2 separate regions of the Mus musculus genome follow, and region 1 is linked to region 2. The links are chromatin contacts, called in public promoter capture Hi-C maps. All regions are on one chromosome and are shown on one strand. The core of a region is the stretch at or near the end of the contact, and the rest is flanking DNA. Distances in the headings are between cores, read along the strand shown.

What was found. Promoter capture Hi-C pulls out the DNA fragments that hold promoters and counts their contacts.
Region 1: a promoter capture Hi-C map of hippocampal neurons shows a contact between it and region 2, with 5 times the contacts expected there. The contact joins the promoter of Otulinl here to the promoter of Retreg1 in region 2. A contact is called at or near these places in 2 of 39 promoter capture datasets (hippocampal neurons and liver) and 1 of 9 other capture datasets (liver).

Annotation. Positions count from the first base shown.
Region 1 is chr15:27,676,033-27,682,813 of GRCm38.p6, reverse strand. It overlaps Otulinl (OTU deubiquitinase with linear linkage specificity like), which reads left to right and starts at 1,272. Exons shown (of 8, transcript NM_001242423.1): 1 at 1,272-1,417. The coding sequence starts at 1,363.
Region 2 is chr15:25,839,737-25,846,172 of GRCm38.p6, reverse strand. Retreg1 (reticulophagy regulator 1) reads right to left here and starts at 2,875. Exons shown (of 9, transcript NM_001034851.2): 1 at 2,561-2,875. The coding sequence starts at 2,829. It also overlaps the pseudogene Gm4824.

The DNA.
Region 1 (6,781 bases), core at 23-2,522, 1.8 Mb before region 2:
TTTTGGTCTGACAGGGATTTCTGAGGCAAGACTAAAGATGTACGATCCTTTTGATCCTTTGTTCTGAGATCCAGAGAGACTTGCAATGTTTCAATGACTTGTTGACATAGCCCTAAGGCTATTGAACTCACACAAAATTCCAGGCTGTTTCCACATGTTTCTTTAGTTATGGCGCTTATTTTTCCGGAGGCTGCCAGGATATTTTGCATGCTAGTCTTTTTGTATTTGGAATCTGTCTGCACTGGAGAAAAAGGAAGTACTCATGGAGATGATTCTTCTTCTTCTTCTTCTTCTTCTTCTTCTTCTTCTTCTTCTTCTTCTTCTTCTTCTTCTCTTCTTCTTCTCCTTCTTCTTCTTTTTCTTCTTCTTCTTCTTCTCCTCCTCCTCCTCCTCCTCCTCCTCCTCCTCTTCTTCTTCTTCTTCTTCTTCTTCTTCTTCTTCTTCTTCTCCTCCTCCTCCTCCTCCTCCTCCTCCTCTTCTCTTCTTCTTCTTCTTCTTCTTCTTCTTCTTCTTCTTCTTCTTCTTCTTCTTCTTCCTCCCCCTCCCTCTCCCCTTCCCTCTTCTCCTCCCCCTCCCTCTTCCCCTCCCCCTCTCTTGTCTTCTTCTGGAAAAAAGGAGGGGTCCATCAAATTAGTTAATCAGGAGCAAAAAAAATCTTGTATCCTTTTCTTGTTAGGCCATTTACTTTTTCTGTTAGCTTTTTGTATTGTTTTTTAACAATTAAGAAATTACTTTATGGAACCACTTTTTGTCAAGAATGCTCTTGTTCGTCCCTAAACAGTTCCAAGCACGCATTAGCCGAATGTGCTGACCCATGCAGAAAGACGAGGAAGCCCTGCCCCACGTAGTGGAACAAGCCCCGGGTGCAGTTGCTTTTGGATCCCAGCCTCTAGCTCTCCGGCGCAGACATAGCAGGTTTGTCCCGTGGTGAACAGGGAATCGAGGCACCAAGCTGTCCTGAGCTGGTGAGGGGCATTCGGTCCCTCGGCCCATCAGTCTCTTCCCCAAGTTCTCTGGCTCTGGTGCAGAGCTCCCGAGAGGACTCTAGATCCGAACCAGTGGAACGCCCAGGGTGAGCGTGGAGGTGCAGCCCTAGGGGCAGAGCCGCGGCCTCCGCAGCGCTCCCATCGCTGAGCTTCTGAGCTTTCCACGCCGCCGCGCCCTTCACGCCTACCTCGCGCGGAGGCTCCGCCCTAGACTCCGCCCTAGCTTCTGAGTGGCGGCACCGGGCGTCAGTCTGCGTTCAGGGCGGGAGCACGGACGGCTGTCACAGTAGCTGAGCTCGGGACTGCGGCTGCGGAGAAGCGAGCGGGGCGCCGGGCTGTAGCGGAGGGTGCGCGCGGGTGGAGGCGCGCATCCCGCATGGAGGCGCCGAGGAGCGCGCCGCGGGAGCGGGAGCGCGCTCGGACCACCTCAGGTGGGCGCCGGGATGAGCACAGTCTCCCGGAGGGTGTAGTGGCGGCGGAGGGTGGGCGAGGGAGAGCGAAGGGTGCTTGTGGCGCGGGGACGGCTACACCTCGCGCGCGTGGCTGTGCGTGGGTTGCATCTGAGTCCCCGGCCATCGGAGAGAGGCGGGTCTATCCAGGAGTACCCGGGCGCGTGGACAAGCTGGTCGGTGTCCTCGAGGGAGCAACTTGGTTGTAAACTAAGCTACCGGGGTTTGCGCCTTGAGAGGATGTGGCCCACACCTTTTCAGCAACCAGAGTTGTAAACCGCAGAGAACACTCTTGACTTTAGGGGGAAAAAAATGCTCACCAAGGGGACAGGGTGACAGTAGATCGCTATTGCATTTCGGGCCCCTGCCCCACTGGGTAGCAGTGGTCTGTCCTCTCCAAAGACCTTAGAGATGAAATGTCTTTCTTCCGGTCCCACAGCTGTGTCCGTGGTTCAGTTTCTCTAGGTTTTGTTGGGCCACACGCTGGATCCTGTGTTTCACCATCTACCACTCAAGGAATGTGAGCCTAGTAGTGAATCTAAGCTGTGTGTGTTCTTGCTTTCAGTGTGTAAATGGGGTTGTTGGACACCGGGAATGTTCCTAATTGCTGCTCTCCGTCCTAGTAGGAGCTTCTGACACAGCACTGTGTTGTGTAGTGGAAGCAACACTGTTCAGGACACGAGGTCTGGACGTCAGTCCACCCTAGAGTGTCTGGGTAGGAGTTATTCAAGACATCAACCATTCGTGAAATGCATGCTGGACAAGTTAATTCCGAAGGCCTCTCCCAGCCTAGTCTGTGACTAAATTACCCAAGTCTCTGAAGTTTAGAGAATTAACTCATTTGTTTAACCTTTATGCACCTCAGGTTATTATAGAATTAGCCAAGTATTTCCTGTGGGCGTATCCAGTCGAACATTTTTTATTTTGTTTCTTTCTTCCTTTAGTTTGGCAGAGAAAAGAAAGTTGGAAACAGAGGCAAGGACATGACTGGGAAAGAGCTGGTTTGGGAGACTGCAGAATGCCTACTTTGGCTTAACAAAACCACCAAGAACGTTTCCTTTCTCTGCACGAAGTCCAAGGCGTGTCAGTGCGCTGAGCCCAAGGAGAGAGAGGGACCTTTCGTTTGTTTCAGTCTGTGGGGTCTGCTGTAGGTTTGCAGGACAAAGTGAGATTCAAGGATAAGATTGTGGAAAACGTTTCCCTTTCGAATATAACTGCTGAGGGAGGACTTAGGAGCATAGGAGATCCTCTTCGCTGGTTCTGTTTTCCAAACAGATCAAAAACAAAAACAAGACAAAAAAAAAAAAAAAAAAAAAAAAAACCAAAAACCAAAACCAAAAACAAAACAACAAACAAAAAACAAACAAACAAACAAACAAACAAAACCGACACAGTGGCCTTAAAGTCACTTACTCCAGCTGAAATGGAAACAACCTTTTGGTATACCTCTTAACTATTTGCTAAAAGAAAGACATAGATCCACTTTTAAGACTATTAGTAAACCTTGACAGAAACCAAAGAAAAATAGAAGACCCCCCCCCATAGAATTGTTGGAGATGGAGAAGGGGTTGGGGATAGTCTTTTTAAAGTATTGTTAAACGTGTTTCTGTATTGAAAACTCACGGGGGCACGCATCTGTGGACAGTGTTACTAGAGAGACCCTGTCAGAATACTGGACAAGGACGAGACATCTTGAAGGTTGTTTCATCCAGTGCTCCAAACCTCAGAGAAGCCACCATCACCTACAAGGGGTGATATCACGGTGCTGTAAAACCAGCTGGCCTTTCGGCATCTTTGGCAGACCTCTGTGTCTGAGGCCGATGCTTGTTTTCCCTACATTCAACTCCAGCTATCTTACTTCACGGTCCTTAATTCTTGGCGGGCTTGAGCCGTGGCTGTGCTATCATCCACCACTGACCCTAAGTTCCCTGGCAGCGCGCACATCCTCAGCTGTGCTGTGAGGAGCTCCTTAGCTCCTTGATGGACCCTCAGTGTTGGGATTGGGAGGCCTGGTGTTCACACACACTGTGGGGGACACACACATTACATGGGGGAATACCATGAGCCAGGTCTGGCATTCCAGCCACATCCGAAGCAGCTTTGCTTTCTTTTATTTGTTTTATGTTGCTGTTGTAGGTAAGGATTTTGTCTTGGGAGTATGTTCTGAAGCTAAGCCAAAATTTAGAAAATAATGAGTATCATTTTTTTAGACTCCCATTGCGGCTTAGAGCACTTATTACATATAAAGTTGTTCTGGTTGTTTACAGACCATGGAAAGCTCTGTAATGCTCAGTGCTGCTGTCCTAACTATCATCCTTGCCTTCTGTTATGAAGCTACTTACTGTTTGGTTTATCCCTCGGATACAAAACTGCTTTAAATGGGAACTTGTCCGGCCAAGATCCCAACCTCATACCTAGACTATTCCCCCAGTTAGAAAACTGCCTTCCGAATATCCTGCGTTCCCTTATGTCCAAGCCCTTCGCCAGTCACTGACCTTGTGTGTGGAGCAGATGTGTCATGCCTGCACTAGACACGCTGTCTCCACGGGTGAACACATTAGTCTCTAGGCAGGGAGGTGAATTCAGAAGGTGAGCATGCCTGCGCCCAGGGAGAGAGGCGAACTGGAACAGTTAGTATCAGCCGAGAAAGGAGTGATGCCCACAGTGTGTGTGAACTTTACGTCCACAGGGACTACGGGGGATGGGCGTTTATACTGGAGCTCCTCTGGCCTTGGGGAGCTGCTTGGTAAGCAGGGGGCTCAGGCAGTTAGTAACTGTCCTGAGGGGTGCAAGTAGCTGTTCCCAAGTCCTGCTCTAAGGAAGAGAGAAATATTTTCCTTCTTTGAAAAAAAAAGATGGTTTAAGGATTTGCAGCTACATTATACACATACAGACTCACAGGCAGACACACAGATATACAGACAGACTCACACACATGTTTTTAAACCAAAGATCTATAGTTGATATGTTTTGCTATTTGTTTGCTCCACTTTTAGACTTCTCTTATTTCTATGGAATGACTAGCCAATGGCATGTAATTTTTTTTTTTAAAGCGGATGTGTTATCTAGGTAGAGATTCTTTACTGGTGTAGTTATTAAAGGAAAAATGTCTTCTTGAGTTATCCAGTAGACTTTGGTTCACCAGAGAGAACTTCTCTGGCTCTCAGGTGGGTTGAGCACCCTGGCTGGCTTGTCCAGAGTCGTCGTGCTTGTCTCTTCCCAGTTGTGGTGGGTACTCACTGTGTTCTTTGGGTGCTGCGTAGGGAGATGCTGGCAACAGAGGCAAAAGAGTTCTGTGTGATTCTCCCCGCTCTCATTCGGTGGTGCTTAGAGCCATTGTGGCTATGTGGATGGCTTCCAGTTCCAAGTCACTCTAGGAGGCAGGCACCGGCCCAGGTCTTTACTTATGGCAGATTCTTAGCCATCCATCTGCCTGCTCATCTTCTAAAACAGTCCTGCCATTGACTAAGGAGGCCTTGCAGTTCCTAGTGAGAGCTTCTTCAGCTCACTGGACCTGTTCTCAGCAGAGAACCTAGGCTGTCATTTTTATGCCACTGTATTGACTGAGATGACTTACAGGCTGGGTGTGCAAGAAAAGAGAGAAACTGTAAAACTTTGTCTTTTCTTCCAAGATTCCCATGGCTCTACGGTTCTTTCTATGTAGCTCTTGAAAGCAGCAGTGTTCAGGAGTTATCAGATGAACGTGTCCACCCGGGGGCTCTCCTCTCTCCTCTGTCCCTTTGAGCCATCTAACAAATGTACATTACCTAGATAATCTGTTTTCAAAAATTGACGTTATGCTTGGCATGGTGGCACATGCCTTTAATCCCAGCATCAACAGTCGGAGGCAGGTGGATCTCTATGAGTTCAAGGCCAGCTTGGTCTTCATGGTGAGTTCTTGTGTCTGTTTATTTGATTGCAGTTGATTTCATGGAGGACTGATGTTTCTTTCTAACACATCAAGAGGAAAAGTTTTGTATGTGTTCTTGTTTTCCTAGGATCCCTTTGTACTAGTCTATTTTAAAAAAAAAAAAAACAACCAACAATTTTTCAGTTTATTCAGGGGAATGACAGACAGGTGGCATTGTGTTTAAATTAAAAAGATGGTTTAAAAGTTTACATTTATCTCTAAGAGATGGAGGAACACCATCTGTCATTACTGTTGCCAGGAGTCCTAGGAAATAAAAATCCCAGGAAGTGCAGGACATAAAATATTATGGCAGACATGTTTCTAAATTATGAATTTCATAGTAGATCATTTGTTGCTGTCTTAACCGTGTGGCCACCGCATTTTCTCTGGAAAGCACACCCCCTCCCCCCAGCTCCAAGCTGAGACAGAAGGGGAGTATCATTGAAAGTCAAGGGCAAAGGGAACTGAGAGCTGGGAGAAATCTCAGTTGATGAGTGCAGCCATGTAAGCAGGAGGACCTGAGTTCCCAGCATGCACCTTAAAAAGCCAGGAGCAGTGTGGCCTTGTCTGTACTCAGAGATGCTCAGGAGGCACAGGGGGGTGGAGGGGGAAGATCCCTGGAGCCTGCTGGACATGCAGGCTCGATGAGTCCCTGAGCTTGATTAAGAAAAGCACCTGATGTCAACCTATAGCCCCCCCCCACACACACACACACATCTCCCCCTCCTCCCCCTCCTCCTCCCCCTCTCCCCTCTCTCGGAGAGGGGGAGAAAGGTGGGTACTAACCTCCCCTGTCCCATCACCATGGAGATAAGCTCCCTGCCCTCTGTGGAGGTAGGACAACCTTCTTGTATACAAGCCAGTTTCTGAATAGCATGGGACTGTGGCCGGCCAGAGAGCTGCTGCTGGAAGCTCACCAGGCTTACGGCCTAGGTCAGTGCTAGATTGTCTCTCCTGCTGCCTTGTTTCCCAAGTTTAACAGAAGTGAACTGAGTCCTGTCCTGCCTGGCGCTGGGAGAATCCATTCCTCGGTCTTAGGATAGTAGCTGCTACATTGAGAGAATATCTTTTATGATCTGTGACAGGAAGATGCCGGCTTGCCTTCGGGCTGTGTAAAGTGCCAGGGAAACGGTGCCCCTGAAGCAGCCACTTGGATGGGTTAACTTCTGCAGCAAGCAGGATGCAGCGAGGGAGGAGGGAGTGGACGAGATGTGGAGTCAGTGCTGAATGCAGTCAGCCACCAGCTCCAAGTGAAGTGTGGGGTGAGGTGCAGACAGCACGGGTAGTGGTGGTAACTCTCTGCCCTTTTGCTTGGTGTTTGCCAATGTAGATGAGGGTTGGGTGGGCTGCTCACCTTGAAATGGAAATATAATGACTGGACTTAACAATACAGATACCAAGTCCCTTTGTTTTGTACCTGAGACCCGTGTGGGACT
Region 2 (6,436 bases), core at 1,626-4,125:
CCATCAGAGTGATAACTAAGACGGGCAGGAGAGAATATTAAATATACTTTTTAATTATTTATACAAAAAATGGTTCCAACAATGGTTCTGAAAGAATACGTCATAAGGAGGCTAGAGAGGTGGCTCAGTCAGGAATGTGCCTGTCACGTCAGCAATCAGATCTCTAGCACCACATACAAGCCAGGCATGGCAGTGTGTGTCTATAACTCCAACATGAAGGGCTAGAGACAGGCAGATCCCCGAGGCTCAGTGACCAATCAACCCAGCCACGTATATGAGCTCCAGGGTTAGTGAGAAAGCTTGTTGGAAAAAAACTAACGAGAGCAATTAAAGAGGCCCTCTGACCTCTACTATATGCACACACACAGATGTAGAACAGAACATAATCTCTCTCTCTATCTCTCTCTCTCTCTCTCTCTCTCTCACACACACACATATCACAAGAAAAATGTTTGCAACTCTTTACATTAATTATGCAAAATCCATCATATACAAAGAGCTCCAGTAAATCAATAAGAAGATCCACGTCTAAAGGGAAGAAACAACCAGAGTTGTTGTAACAGATACATAGGCACTGCAGAGAAAAGATAATCACAGTGTCCTGGAACACAAGAAAAGCATTCAGTCTTAGACAAATGCAAATTTAAAACCATCCCGGAGTACCCTTTCCCCTTACTAGATTTACAAGAGAAAAACGATTTTCAGAAGCTTCTTGGCAAAAGCATAGAGGAGCAAGCTGTCACACCCACTGCCGGGGAGCAAAGAATCTGGTAGAATCCCAACAACAGTATGGCGGCCATACCCACAATACAGTGACAGCCATGAAAATGCAAGGGCACATGCCCTCTGACCCAACTGTTTTTCTTGTGGGACTCACCCTTTAAACGGTTCCATAATATGTACAAAATGATACACACTACAAGACTCAGCTATCGCACTCAAAATGTGCATGCTCTGAACTACAGCTGAGCCTCCTTGGGGAGGTTCAACACTCTTGGAAAGGAATTCTATGCGTTGAAAACAACAAGGAGTACTCAGCAAGGCGTCCACCCATCCTTAGTGTGCCAGCTCACAGTCTGCACAACACACAGAACTTCTGCTGAAACAGGCACCATCCAAAAAAAAAAAAAAAAAGAAAACAACAACAACTCAGAGAGCTAGCTGCCCCTGTGGCCTCTGGGAGGAAGCTGAGAAGCCGAGATGGGCGTGGGAAAGAGATTTTCAAAGGGAGAAGATTTTCAAAGTGTTTACATTTTTGTACCTTCAAGCTTCAGAACTGTGGTGTTTTTAAGTAAATAAAACTTTAAAACCTAAAACAGGCTGCTTATTAGTAAATCATTGAGACCCAGCCCTAAGACTTGGTGTCCTGCCCAGCCTAGCTCACTATGATATAACCTCTTCATTTAATGGCTACGGTAACTTTACAACAGGATAGAGACCTGGGTTAAACTCCAGAAACAGCAAGACTGAGAGACCCAAAGCTAATTAACATCCACAGACAGCAACAAGACACAGCTCGTTTTCAGAGTAAACCAAGACCAGCGGGGAGCTGAAGAAAATCCTTCACGTTGCTCAAGTTATTAATCTTGAAGAAAAAAATAACAGGCTACGTCTCTTTTTATGCATTTATTTATTTCCCAACTTTGGGGTTAAGAAACCTACGTCCTGTAAATAGGTACTTGTTAGGGAAACTGCTTATTCGGAACTTCGAGGGCCCTGTTTGTTATGAAGGCACTTAGCAAACAAAGGTTTTTTTTCCCCCTTGATGAACTAGTACCAGACGATACGGCTCATGGTTCCGTGATGGAGCCAGACGCTGCCTGATGCTTACCTAGGCAGAACACTTTCTGGTGAGGCAAACCTGTTGATTGGGGGCTACTCAAAGAAAATCCCTCCCCTATTCCCTCTGGAGTTTCTCTGAAATTACTACCCACCCACCCCCCACCTCCACCTCCACCCCACCCCCACAGCTGTGCAGTCTTGGGGCGGGGCGCTGTACCTAATCCACCTGTTTGTTTACCTCCTGCTTTCTCATCTGGGATCTAAGACAGTAAACCCTACCCTCCAGGGGAAAGAAAAACAAATCATTCACTGCCCATCTCTGGTGGCCCACGAAGGCAGCAGCATATAGAATGTACCTAAGGTGGCCCAGATATGCCTCCGCGGGTGCAAAAAATTAATTCAAGCCCTCGGGCCTCTGAACCCCCCATACTTGAAAGTACAGGTCAAGACCTGAGAGTTAACAATACCAGGGCCGAAGTTTTCAAGAGCTCTGGACCATCCCTAGATACAGGAGCTCACGTGGGTCAGCTGACCATCATCACCTCCCCTTGGAGACTGGACACCCGCAGCAAGGGTGACAGCCACTCACAGGGAAGTGCGTCTAGAGGAAAGTTGAAATGGGTGACTACCTGTTTCAGACAGGTGACCAAGCAAGTGGGACCAGGCTTCACTTCCACCGCAGAGGCCCCCGCAACCCCCCCAGCCAGGCCACATCCGGCCATGGGCGCCCCAAGGTGACCTGCCCTCTGGGGCGCCCCCACCCAGCCCGAGCGCTCACCAGAACAGCAGGTTGGCACCCAGGAAGGTGAGCAGGCTGCGCAGCGGCCTCTTCCAGCTCAGGAGCTCGTCTGCGCGCCAGCCCAGCCACAGCACGGGTTCCCCGAGCAGCCAGGTCAGGGCGGCGGCCACCCTCCCGGCGGCCTCCTCCACCTGCGGCCCCGCGCCCTCTGGCCCTGCTTCCTCTCCGGGAACTCCAGGCCGCGGCGGCTGCTCCTCGGTAGCCGGGCATCCTTGTGTGGCGTGCTCCTCGGGCGCCGGGCTCGCCATCTTCAGCGGTGTTTTGCTGGCGGGGACGGGGATGGGGACGGGGACAGGGAGGGAGGCGGGCGGGCGGGTGGGCGGGCACGCGCGCGCGCGCGCCTGGCGGTGAGCGTCGGGAGAGCAGCGGAGACAACGGGGGACCGGTCGGGGCGCAGGGTGCGCACCGCGGGGTGCTGGCGGCTGGGTGCCTTGTGACGTCAGGCCTGGCCGCGCCGGGAAAGAGGGTGCGGTCAAGTTCGTGTAGGGGCGGGGCCGCCCTGGGTCTGGCTGCACATCCTGGGCTCGGATCCGTGGGTGCTAGCTGGGCGGCGTCCCTGGAGAGCCTGGGACCAACGAAAATACTTCCTCTTTCCTTCCAGTTGAGGGGGCCAGGTAGAGGACTCGCCCCCAAGGGAAGTCTGGGCTTTGGATTTTAAAAGGGGGAAGGTGGTGCATTCTCACTTTCTCCAGCCAGAGCAGACAAGTCGTCCATCCTTTAGTATTGAAGAAAATAGCTGGGTGCCCCTGGCCATGTATTTTAGCACTTAGGACTCAGCCCTTGTCCAGGTCCCTTGCAGGAACACCCTGCCTAACTGTGTCAGATAGAAACGCTGACTTGGGAAAGGAAGAAAAGCACACTTGGAGTCAAGGAAGAACCGGTTTGGCCCTCTGATTTCAAGAGTGAGGACCCGCCAGACCACAGGGCACACGCTGGTGAAAGTCGCTTCCAGTTAAGTGAGTTGTTCTTTGCAGAATGTCATTGAGCTGATCAGGAAGCAGAGAAGGCAGAGGGTGGCCTGTGGCCTGCCTCTGCTAGTGTGCCAAGTTTTAGAGGTGTTTCAGTAGATCCGATGTGCCTGTCACAGGGCGGCCTCAGAGGTCGAAGAATACCGGAGCTCCCCATGTGGTTCTCCTGGTTGTGGGAAAAACTAAAGGACTGCTGTGCATGTCCAGTCTCTGTTCGTTTCTCTAGAATGAAATCCCCTCCTGCAATCATGAGAGTCGATGCATCAGGGGTACCTGGTATCCTCTGGGCATACTCTGTATCCAGCCTGCATTCACGGGATGAATTTGGTGCGTTCTCAAAGCAAAGAGAGACCACCGCCCCTGGGTTAAAGTTTGTAATGCTAATCTAGAGGGCCTCTGTGTCTATGAATGTAAACATTTATTTACACATTACAGGCTAGACGTGGACAGTTATCTAAATGAATGTTGTATTTGAAGGAATCACAAGTCTAGGGTTCACACAAAAGTTGGTTGACCACCCACTGTGTGCCTGGTACACTGCTGGGTCCTGTGGATGTGACTTCTACCTGCAAGAGACTCACAGTCCAAAAGGTATCACTTACAATTGATAAACGCTGTGATGGAAATCCTCAGTGCCAAGAGATTTCTCCTTTAAACTGCATCCAAAAATCAGGTTTCAGAAGGGTTTGGGATGTAGCTCTTGACTTGTTAAAGCTCAGAGACTCACGGTGGGCGTGGCCAGAGGGAGCAGGGCTCTCTGTTGGGAGTTCTGCTTGGGAAAAGGTCACATGAGTTGCAGGTATAGATCAGTCATTGTTTTCTTCAAGGACATTGTTACTCTGCAATGACAACTTGCCATCCGGGTGACAGCTCCATGCAGAGAGGTTCTGGAAGCAAGGAAAAGGCAGTATGGGAACAATTCAGTCATCCTTCCCACCCAAAGAACTTTGTCCAATGTGGGACCTTCTTGGCCTTGGTGGAGGAGCTTGGGGTGGATAAAGATGCTTTTTGATGTGATTTGGGCTTTGTTTAGTACTTGACAGGGACATGAGCTGAGGACGCAGGGCGGTGGGATTGTAGAACTGGTGTCCCTGTGGTCCAAACCCAGGACTGATAAACTTTCAGGAACAAGTTTACAAGATTCTTCGAGTTCCTCCTCCCCCTGAATTCTAATTATCTGTTGTCTGGATCTGTGGATGCAGTAAAAGCTGCTGGCAAGGGAGTCACCAAAAAGCTACCCTCTGGCTGCTATGGGTGATTTCCATCTTCATTGTCTCCCTTTAATGATGAATCTTTCCAGAATAGCTCTGATTTCTGAAGGGTTTTCTTCTCCGTCCCCCGCCCCCCACCAAAATACTATAGAGAAAAGGCTGCTCAGACAAAGGCTGGATTAATCCCTCTATCCCTATGTCCTCCTTTACTTCTGACCTCTAATAATTACTGAAAACTTGTGGAATGCAAGGAGACACTGGTGGAGACACATAAATTGGTATTACTGAGTAGTTACTTTGTGATGCCCACGTAATTTATTCAGCCCTGAGCACAGAAAACTAATGTTGGATGGAAGCTGTAAAGTAATTCTTGTTCCCTGCTTGCAGCAACTTGGATGTGGCGCATGGCTTTAATCTCAGCACTTGGGAGGCAGAAGCAGAAACTGAAGCAGGCAGATTTCCATGAGTTCAAGCCCAACCTGGTCTACATAGCAAGCTCTAATCTAGCCAAAGCTATACAGTGAGACCCTGACTCAAATAATTAAAAACAAGTCTTGTGGGTTTTTTTTTTTAAATTTAAGACTCTTGTTTGATTTTGACAATTTTGGGGGGGAATAGAGTCATGAATACTAATGAGCTACATAATTAGACAATATATATCAGAAAAGGACAAAGAAGCCAGAAAGCTGCCCCCTCCCAAATATGAAAGAGAGGGAAACAATTGTAGCTACTGGATGGGTAAAAAAAAAAGAACAATTCAGGCTTTGCAGACGCCACTGTCGCTTTTCGCCGCTTGCTGCAGCCATGGTCAACCCCACTGTGTTCTTCGACATCATAGCCGATGACAAACCCTTGGACCGCGTCTCCTTCAAGCTGTTTTGCAGACAAAGTTCCAAAGACAGCAGAAAACTTTCGAGCTCTGAGCACTGGAGAGAAAGGATTTGGCTATAAGGGTTCCTCCTTTCACAGAATTATTCCAGGATTCATGTGCCAGGGTGGTGACTTTACATGTCATAATGGCACTGGCGGCAGGTCCATCTACGGAGAGAAATTTGAGGATGAGAACTTCATCCTGAAGCATACAGGTCCTGGCATCTTGTCCATGGCAAATGCTGGACCAACACAAACGGTTCCCAGTTTTTTATCTGCACTGCCAAGACTGAATGGCTGGATGGCAAGCATGTGGTCTTTGGGAAGGTGAAAGAAGGCATCAACATTGTGGAAGCCATGGAGCGTTTTGGGTCCAGGAATGGCAAGACCAGCAAGAAGATCACCATTTCCGACTGTGGACAACTCTAATTTCTTTTGACTTGCGGGCGTTTTACCCATCAAACCGTTCCTTCTGTAGCTCAGGAGAGCGTCCCTACCCCATCTGCTCGCAATGTCCTGTAATCTCTGCTCTCACTGAAGTTCTTTGGGTTCCATATTTTCCTCATTCCCCTTCAAGTCTAGCTGGATTGCAAAATTAAGTTTATGATTATGAATAAAAACTAAATAAGAAAAAAAAAAGAACAATTCAGAAACCAACAGGTCTTGAAAAGGCTAGCATTAAGCACATAGGGACTCATGTTTTTCTCTTTTAAAAGTAGGTAGAAATTTTGTTACAGAAGACAAAGGGAATAAGTAACTTCCCATGTAGAGAGAGAGTCTCATTAGGCAGAATCAAGTTGAGTCAC